3 separate regions of the Ovis aries genome follow, and all the other regions are linked to region 3. The links are chromatin contacts, called in public Hi-C maps. All regions are on one chromosome and are shown on one strand. The core of a region is the stretch at or near the end of the contact, and the rest is flanking DNA. Distances in the headings are between cores, read along the strand shown. Region 1 overlaps LOC114113941 (a long non-coding RNA gene). Region 2 has its middle 81 kb from the start of ZFP36L2. Region 3 overlaps THADA (THADA armadillo repeat containing).

Region 1 (2,700 bases), core at 53-2,552, 460 kb before region 3:
TGCTGAGGAAGCCCACCAATAAATAGCTTTGATTAATTGATTCATGCCTTCATTACTGAGTGTATACCATGTGTCAGCAATATTTTAGGCTCATTGGATCTATGAGTAAACAAACCAGATAGTTTTGGAAGGGGAGATAGGCTATAAAATTAAAAAAAAAAATAGGTTAACTAATATGTTTAGAAGGTAAAAAGTGCTATCACTGTTGTTCACTCGCTAAGTCATGTCTGACTCTTGTGACCCCATGGACTACAGCACTCCAGGCTTCCCTGTCCTTCACTATCTCCCAGAATTCACTCAAACTCATGTCCATTGAGTTGACGATGCCATTCAACCATCTTGTCCTCTGTCGTCCCCTTCTCTTCCTGCTTTCAATCTTTCCCAACCTCAGGGTCTGTTTCAAAGGGTTGGCTCTTTGCATCAGGTGGCCAAAGTATTGGAGCTTCAGCTGCAGCATCAGTCCTTCCAATGAGTATTCAGGGTTGATTTCCTTTAGGATTGACTGGTTTGATCTCCTTGAAGTCCAAGGGACCCTCAAGAGTCTTCTCTAGCACCACAATTCGAAAGCATCAGTTCTTCGACTTGCTGTAAAAAAGGAAAATGGAGCAGATAAGGGGGGATTGGGAGCCAGAGGCTGGTTGCAGTGTTCACAGGCCTGGGAGGGTGGGCTTCCCTGAGAAGGTGAGACTGAACAAAGACTTGAAGCTGATAGGAGAGATGACAGTGGGTTTCTGGGGGATGTGCAAAGGCCCAGGGGCAGGAGAGGGCCTCAAGTGTTCGGGAGCAACAAGAAAGCCAGTGTTTCTGGGGCGGGGAGGGAAAGGGGAGCAGGGATGGAGGTCCAAAGGTTAAGGAGGACCAGGCCAGGAGATGTCAGAGGCCACTGTAGGGTTTTAGCTTTTATGGTGAGTGAGATGGGAGGCACTGGAGAGTTTTGAACCGGGAGATGTTTATTGACTGGTTTTTCCAAAGGACCACTTGGACTGTTGTTTCCACAGTAGCCTGGAAGAGGCGAGAGCAAGGGCAGGGGCTGGGTCAGGAGACACTTGTAACAGTCCAGGTGGGAGGCGGGGGTGCTCTGGCCAGGCTGCATGGTGGAGGATGGGAGAGGCACCCAAGGGGAAACGTGAATAACGTTCTGTGGTAACAGGAGAAGGGCGTGATTAACTCTGACTCAGGATGCCTTCCCAGGGGATGTGACTCAAGCAGGATCTTGAAAAATGAGCAGTTCAGCAGGCACTCAAGGGAGTGAGCATTCCAACCACACGTGTGACAGGGAAGTCAAGAGCGAGCCAGGCCTGTCTGGGTACCCGAGAAGCTGCTCATAAACATCAGAGCAGAAGGGTCAGGGTAGGCTGGATCAGGGCGCAGCGTCCTGTGATCACCGCGAAGTTCGCGAAGGAGTTTAAGCTTGAGGGCTTAAGACCCAACTTGCCCTAAGAATAGTCCTGCAGTCACCATGAAGGGCTGGGAGGGCGGTGGAGAGAGGAGACCCAGATGGGAAGTGGAACTTGAGGGCTGACTCAGTGCAGTGGGAGAGGGAGGGAGAGAGGGGAGCTGTTTAGGGAGCAGAGAGGACCAGATGCGTGTGGGTTTGGGGAAAGAGGAGCAGGTAGCTTAAGGAAGAGGACGAGTCAGTTTGGGACAGGGTGAGTTGGAAGAGCCGCTGGGAGATCAGAGAGGGGGGTCTCGGAGCAGCTGACGGAGGGGTCTGGAGCCCAGCAGAGGGGACTGTGTCCAGAAGCCTTGAGGGGCAGGAGGCATTTAAGCCATAGAAATCCACCAGCTAGAGGGGCACCTCCAAGTTTTTATCCTTAGGAATATCTATAGAAGAGGTATCGTTCCCTCCTCTTTGCCTCCCTCCCAAGGCCTTTGAGAGATGGGGAGAGAAAAAACAATCTTGAGAGGGAAGACAAAGGATCAGGATGGTGTGGGGCTCCTGGGGTAACACTGAGAAGTCCCTGAACTGGTCCCACTCACCCCAGGGTGTCTGCCGTGAGGGCCTGAGTAGGTGGAGATCTTGATATTGGTGTCTATGGATCTCTGCATGCAGGTATGTAAAGTGATGTGTTTTCATTTTCCCATGATTCCTGTTTCCCTGTAGCCCTCCCTGATGAAGCTTATTGCCCAGTGGAGGGGGCTTCGAAACAAGGCTTCAAGCAAGGTTGAAGCAGACAGGCTGCAGAGAAGCTGCTGCTAATGGCAATGGGACCAGGAAAGGGGGAAGAAGGCAGCACCATCCTTCAACCTCAGAGGCTTGTGTGGGAGAAACCCCAGTTAGGTGTGAGGGAAAATCCTGCTGCAAGGGGTGGGTAGAGCTTGACTCAGGTTGCAGCAGGGGAGGAAACTTTAGTGACAGTCCCCTGTGCAAAGCAGCTATTCTAGATGCTGCCAAAGCAATAGTATGCCACCCAGGAGGTGGTTTGAAATGGCTGGGGGAAAGTCGTCTGGGAGACAGCTTCATGGCACACTGCTTGTTCTGGAGTGAGTGGGAAGAATGCGGCCAGGTGGTCCTAGTGCCTGGGGACCACAGAGGCAAGATCTGTACCACCAGCCCGGAGCAGGGACCACATGCTTCAGCATCACTGCTCTCCAGCCTCACCCCTACCAGTGAGCCCCAGGGACCAGGAGGCTCCAGTCCTGTCCCACCTGTGTGTGTGTATACAAATGCAGAGGACTCCACTTAGAACTTCAACTCCG
Region 2 (2,958 bases), core at 1-2,500, 320 kb before region 3:
TCTTCAGGGGATCTTCCCAACCCAGGGATCAAACCCACATCTCCTACCTATCCTGCACTGACAGGCAGATTCTTTACCATTGTGCCACCTAGAAGATTTCAATCTGTGGATTTCTGCAAATCAGGGTTTCTCAGACTTGACACTATTGACATTTGGGGCTGGGTATTTCTTAGTTGTAGGGACTGTTCTGTGCACTGTAGGATGCTGGGCAGTGTCTCTGATCTCTACCCAGTAGCTGCCAGCAGCACCACCTCCCGGTTCTAACAATCAAAAATGTCTCTAACATTGCTGAATGTCCCCTGGGGCAAAACTGTGTCCAGCTGACTTCCTCTAGGAAGACTTCCTGGAAGAGGAGGATCTCAATCTGGTCTTTATGTAAACAGTCCAGGAAGGGTGCAGGTTGATGGAAAAGTCTCAAAGGCAGTGAGAAGAGCCCAAGGTTGGAGGTGGTGAGTGGTGACTTTCCAGGGAGGGGACAGGAGGGTGACCACAAGTTGCTGGATTTTAATCTGGGGTGTGTTAAGACTGCCCTGCAGAGCAGGTCCTGGAGCCCAGAGCATGGACCATCCAGGGGGTTAGTGGGAAGGGAGAAGATGGGGAGAATACTGCCATTTGGAGGTCCTGGTGGTCTTGTTAGGGGCTTGTTGCTCTGAGTCCCTAGCTCCTAACACAGAATCAGGCTAAGGAAACGCAGAGATGATGAAACTACTGCCAATGCAGGCAAGAGTCCTGGCAAGGAGGAAGGTGGGCCTGGGATCTGGAGGGCTAAAAGGACCATTTGTAGATGGTGAGAGTGTTGATGAGGGGACCTGGCTGGAGGGCAAGCAAGGGCCCTGGTTTCTCAGCGTCTGCCCTCACCTGTCTCCCCCGTCGTCCCTGTGGGATAGGGGTGGGGGAATGGGAGACGCTGTAACCATGGGTAACTGCTGGGCACGGGGCAGACCACCTGGCTTCCGGCCAGTCTGCAGGTCTTTCCCTCTGGCAGAGATTTCAACGGGCTCTCCGGAAGAGAATGTTGAACCCCTTGGCCTAGGGAGCTCCCTTCTCAGACAGAAACACTGGCTCCCACTCCCCATCCTGGGCTTCCTGAGCCTTGGATACACGTCGGCCCTCAGACTGGGCTCCCTGAGGGGAGGGGTGACACCTTCCCAGTGGTCACCAAAGGGAAATGTGAGGCTTGGGGCTGGTGCTGCCCACAGGGAGCTTCTGGGTGATCTGCCAGCAGGGGGCGCTGTGGACTCAGATACAGTTCTTGTGCGGCTGGAAGGGTGGAGACTGGTCAGGCCTCCCTCACCTCCTGTTTACCCTCTTAGAGTCCTCACCCCAGCCAGGCTTGCCTGCCTGGTACACAGCATGGCCTCCACCTCCTCCCAGCTTCCCATCCCAACCCCATGCTTCTCCCCTCCTCTTCATATGCCCATTGTGCAGATGAGGAGACTGAGACATACAGAGGCAAAAAAGGCTGGAAGGGACAGTAGCAGGGCAGAATGGAGACAGTCTTGGCTTTGGAGCCAGAAGACCTGGGTTGCCAGCATGCCAGTTCAGCATCTCACTCCCTGTGTGGTTGGGGTCAGATTTGGGGGCTTTACTGAGCAATCCCACTGCTGTTGTAATAAGAAGCTGAACGTGGCAGCCCACACCACCCCCAGGCTGAGGACAATTCTGATGCTGGGATCACAGCCCTGTGGGGACAGCACTGGGTCCTGGGAGGAAGGGCTGGCCAAAGGGGACTAGGTGGCCTTGCCTAAGCCCCTGTTTAGGGAACGAGAGCAGACAGCCAGAGAGGAGACGAACAGGAGGCTCTGAACAAGTGCAGAGGGGATGAAGGATGTGCTGGAGAGTCTGGGGAGGGGAGGGAAGGACAGAGGCGTCAGCCACTCTGAGTTATCTGCACTCTCTCCCAGGTCCTAGTGATTAATAACAAGAGTGGAAACCATGAAAGTTATTTGCTACCCTCTCATGATGTGCCAGGCTCTGTGCCAAACACTTGACAGACTCAACTACCCATTCTGGGAGACAGGTAGTGATATTACCCCATTTGAGAGATGAGGAAAAAATTCCTCAGAGATAAAATAACTTGTCTGAGGGCCCCAGTGGGAAAGGGGCAAACACGAGATCCCACCCAGGTTTCCGTGGTGTGGACCCCCACGCTGTTGGTGGTATCAGGGTCGAGAGAGAGAGAGGTTGAAGGCCCCTCTGCGTCTGGGGTCAGGGCTGTGTATGTGGCTGGGGGAACAGAATAGGGCTGTGTTCCCTCAGCCGCTCAACACAGAGTGGACAGAGCAGAGTGGGGCGCTGAGGAAGGAGTGGCCCACAGATCTATTCAGCGGCCTCTGAACAAACCTAAGGAAGCAGTCTGGCCCAGTTGTTTCCCGCATAGCATGCTCATGGGTTCTGCACGTCCTGCAAGTGCTGGGACCGGAGGGCAGAGAGGCAGGCTGGAGCCATCAGGAGGGGAGGGTGCCATCACATCAGCTGGGTGGAGGATGGCCCAGGAGGTCTGATTGGTTCCACTGGCCACTCTTAAGAAGAGATGAGATCTTAGGAAGAGATCTAAACTTACAAACACTGAGGGTTGTGGGGAATGGGGGAGAAGGGAGGAAGACTCGAGATACCAGTGTCAGAATCCACTAGATGAGATGCTCATCAGACGTGGTGGACAGAGGCCATGGTTAAGGATGACTCAGCCTTCGCCTTGGATGGTAGGGAGTCTCACCAGGAACCAACATCTTAGCACACAAGCGACGGAAGTGGCTAGTAAAAGATGACAAGTAAGTGTGTGCGTGCTAACTCTTTGCAACGCTATGGGCAGTCTTGTGTCAGTGGGATTCTCCAGGCAAGAACACTGGAGTGGGTTGCCATGCCCTCCTCCAGGGGATCTTTTTGACCCAAGGGATTGAACCCAAGTCTCTGTGGCTCCTGCATTGCAGACATTCTTTACTGCTGAGCCAACGGGGA
Region 3 (2,837 bases), core at 28-2,527:
ATTTCTCACCTGTGTAAAAATACACAGTACAAGTTAAGAAATATTCATGGCATGAAACCAACATTTACAATGTTCAGACATTTACAATGTTCAAAACCATTACCCGATTGCCTAGTGTGTGGCTAAAGAAGATAGAGTTGTGTTCATAAAATAAGACAATTTTCAATAACTTTATAGCAATTACTTCATTACTATGAAGGACTTCCTCTTAAACTGAGCTCAACAATCCAACCACATGTACATAACACAGCTTTTTCCTGTACTTCTTTACAACCACCAACTGTTGCATTATCTCTTTGTACCTGTATCATCAAGTAACCATTTTTAAAAAAACAAAACCAATAAATTCATTTTTCTACATCATTTCTGATGAATATCCCAAGAAAGAGCTTAGCTCTTTCCTTTTATTTTCTACAATCATTTACCTATGAGAAAATACTTATCAGATCTAACTCAATGGATCCACATTATTAATATGGCCAATAAAATACTAATCTGCTTCCCAACCAATGTATCAAGACAGTTTCCTATGTCATAAAAATGTCTTGAGTATCAAGGCATATTGTGCTGTGCTTAGTTGCTCAGTAGTGTCTGACTCTTTGGGACTCCATGGACTGTAGCCCACCAGGCTTTCCTAACCATGGGGATTCTCCAGACAAGAATACTGGAGTGGGTTGCCATGCCCTCTTCCAAGGGACTTCCCAACCCAGGGATCAACCCAGGTCTCCTGCACTGCAGGCGGACTCCTTACCATCTGAGCCACCAGGGACATTGAAGGTGAAAGTCGGTCAGTCATGTCTGACTCAGACGTGTCTGACTCTTTATAGCAACCCCATCAACTATATAGTCCATGAAATTCTCCAGGCCAGAATACTGCAGTGGGTAGCCTTTTCCTTCTCCAGGGGATCTTCCCAGCCCAGGGATCGAATCCAGGCCTCCTGCATTGCAGGCAGATTCTTTACCAGCTGAGCCACAAGGGAAGCCCTATACCAGGGATATTGGGCTTCCTCAATTACCTTGCCAAATCTGAGTAGAGATGTATAAATATGTACTGACTTTCCTAAGTATGTAAGGCCGTATACTAGCACCATGGAGAATATCCAGAAATAGAAGACACACACTTACTGCTAACACAGAGCTCATATTCTAATTAGACAGGAGTTATACAGTGTGTTAAAATAGCAATGTAAGAAGAAAGGTAGCTGACAGTAACAATGTAGGATTTAGAAAACAGCTTCCCGAAACTACTGCAGTAAGGATCACACACTCAAACGCCCACAAAGGCAGTGAGTTACACAGGCGGCAGAGGACTGGGTCTAAGGCAGGCACTATTAAGCTGAAGCTGAAGCTAATGCCCTGAGGAAAATGTAAGCCCGGTGTTGCCAGATCTTCTGCTTTTTCAACAGAAGCCAGAAACCCTAAGTTTTATGTGAATTCTATTTTGAAATGTTGGCAATAAATTAAAGAAAAAAAAAAAAACCGTATTGCGGGAGCCAAATAAAACACAGTTGTGGGCCAGATTTGACATATCAGCCACCAGTGTGTAACCTCTCCTCCAGAAGCACATGACTGACTCAATTTATGTGCGGTAACTCTTGAAATGGACCACAGATACACCGGCACAATTCATACCTTAATTGCAATGAAACTCTAAAATTGGACAAGCTCACTTACATCCATTCCACAGTTAACAAACATTAATGAAATCCCTGATATCTCCAAACAAGTCACTCTGTCCTGGTACTCTACTGACATCCCCTCTGACCTAGCTCAGGTCTTACCTCTCACCTAGTCTATGGACTTGGTTCCCAAAGACTCCTTAGGTTGAAGATGACTTAGTAAAGTCATCCATGACCCTATCACCTTGAGATGGACAGGTACACACTGCTATATTTAAAAGTAACAACCAAAAAGGACCTACTGTGTAGCACAGGGGACTCTGCTCAATGTTATGCTGCAGCCTCGATGGGAAGGGAGTTTGGGGGAGAATAGATACATGTATATGCATGGCTGAGTCGCTCTGTTGTGCTCCTGAAACTACCACAAAATTGTTAGCAGGTTACACACCAATATAAAATTAAAAGTTGGTGGTTGTTTTTTTTAAAGAATCACACAAAAGCATAAAACGAAAAGAAAAATCAATACACAAACTTCATCTTGCCCTAAACCAAACTTTCTGACAAAGACTGCCAGAGGCAGTAAAGTTAAAACAGGACTGCCTGGAGAGGAAAGGGGAAGCCTGAGGAGGCACACTTTATCAAAACCATAGAGGACTGTTTTACAGACTGAATGAGGGCCTGCAGAAGGAAAACTCCCTTGTTTGATTCAACAGGCTGAAGGCAGGAGACACATAATGTCTTTGAGTAATGTTAAGATGGATCAGAAGGATTACCATCCTGATCCATTCACCATCAAGTTCCCTCATTAGTGGCCAATGACTATCATTAATTTTTCCAGTAGATACAGCAAATTAGTGGTGTTCTACCATTAATTAGTTACAGTTTTTAGAAAAACTACCATTAAAAAAAAAAAAAAAAGCTTTCCCTAGTGAGCTATTTGGTCATTCTGTTATCAGTTAATACAGAATTATTTCCATAAATTTACCAGTTTGCAGAATAATGAGTTCATGCCACAGTAATCTCCAAAGGTGACCAAAAGATAAACTTATAAGACATTTAAAAAATGATCCTTTTATTGAGATATAATTCATATATCATAAAATTCACTTATCTTAAAGGGTACTCTTCAGTAATTTTACTATATTCACAAAGTAGAAATGATCACCACTACTTAACTCCAGAACATTTTCATGACTCCAAAATGAAACTCTATATACA

What was found. Hi-C and Micro-C count contacts between places; a contact is called where the count stands out from the background.
Region 1: a contact with region 3 is called in a Hi-C map of tail adipose tissue, with 3 times the contacts expected there. The contact joins two enhancer-like sites. A contact is called at or near these places in 6 of 16 Hi-C or Micro-C datasets (hypothalamus, liver, retroperitoneal adipose tissue and 2 more).
Region 2: a contact with region 3 is called in a Hi-C map of liver, with 8 times the contacts expected there. The contact joins two enhancer-like sites. A contact is called at or near these places in 7 of 16 Hi-C or Micro-C datasets (liver, mixed tissues, muscle and 3 more).

The regions. Positions count from the first base shown.
Region 1 is chr3:81,207,158-81,209,857 of ARS-UI_Ramb_v3.0, reverse strand. It overlaps LOC114113941 (a long non-coding RNA gene), which reads left to right. Exons shown (of 3, transcript XR_003588726.3): 1 at 1-2,053. Among named protein-coding and RNA genes, the nearest start is that of TRNAI-UAU, 140 kb to the left of the region's middle. Within about 2 kb of position 1,302, at least 10 of the 54 cell types and tissues checked have an H3K27ac peak or open chromatin away from gene starts, as enhancers often do. A contact at or near this core is called in tail adipose tissue, where this site is marked.
Region 2 is chr3:81,065,048-81,068,005 of ARS-UI_Ramb_v3.0, reverse strand. No RefSeq gene overlaps it. Among named protein-coding and RNA genes, the nearest start is that of ZFP36L2, 81 kb to the right of the region's middle. Within about 2 kb of position 1,250, at least 10 of the 54 cell types and tissues checked have an H3K27ac peak or open chromatin away from gene starts, as enhancers often do. A contact at or near this core is called in liver, where this site is marked.
Region 3 is chr3:80,744,246-80,747,082 of ARS-UI_Ramb_v3.0, reverse strand. It overlaps THADA (THADA armadillo repeat containing), which reads right to left. Exons shown (of 38, transcript XM_060412225.1): 26 at 1-9. Among named protein-coding and RNA genes, the nearest start is that of THADA, 92 kb to the right of the region's middle. Within about 2 kb of position 1,277, at least 12 of the 54 cell types and tissues checked have an H3K27ac peak or open chromatin away from gene starts, as enhancers often do. A contact at or near this core is called in liver and tail adipose tissue, where this site is marked.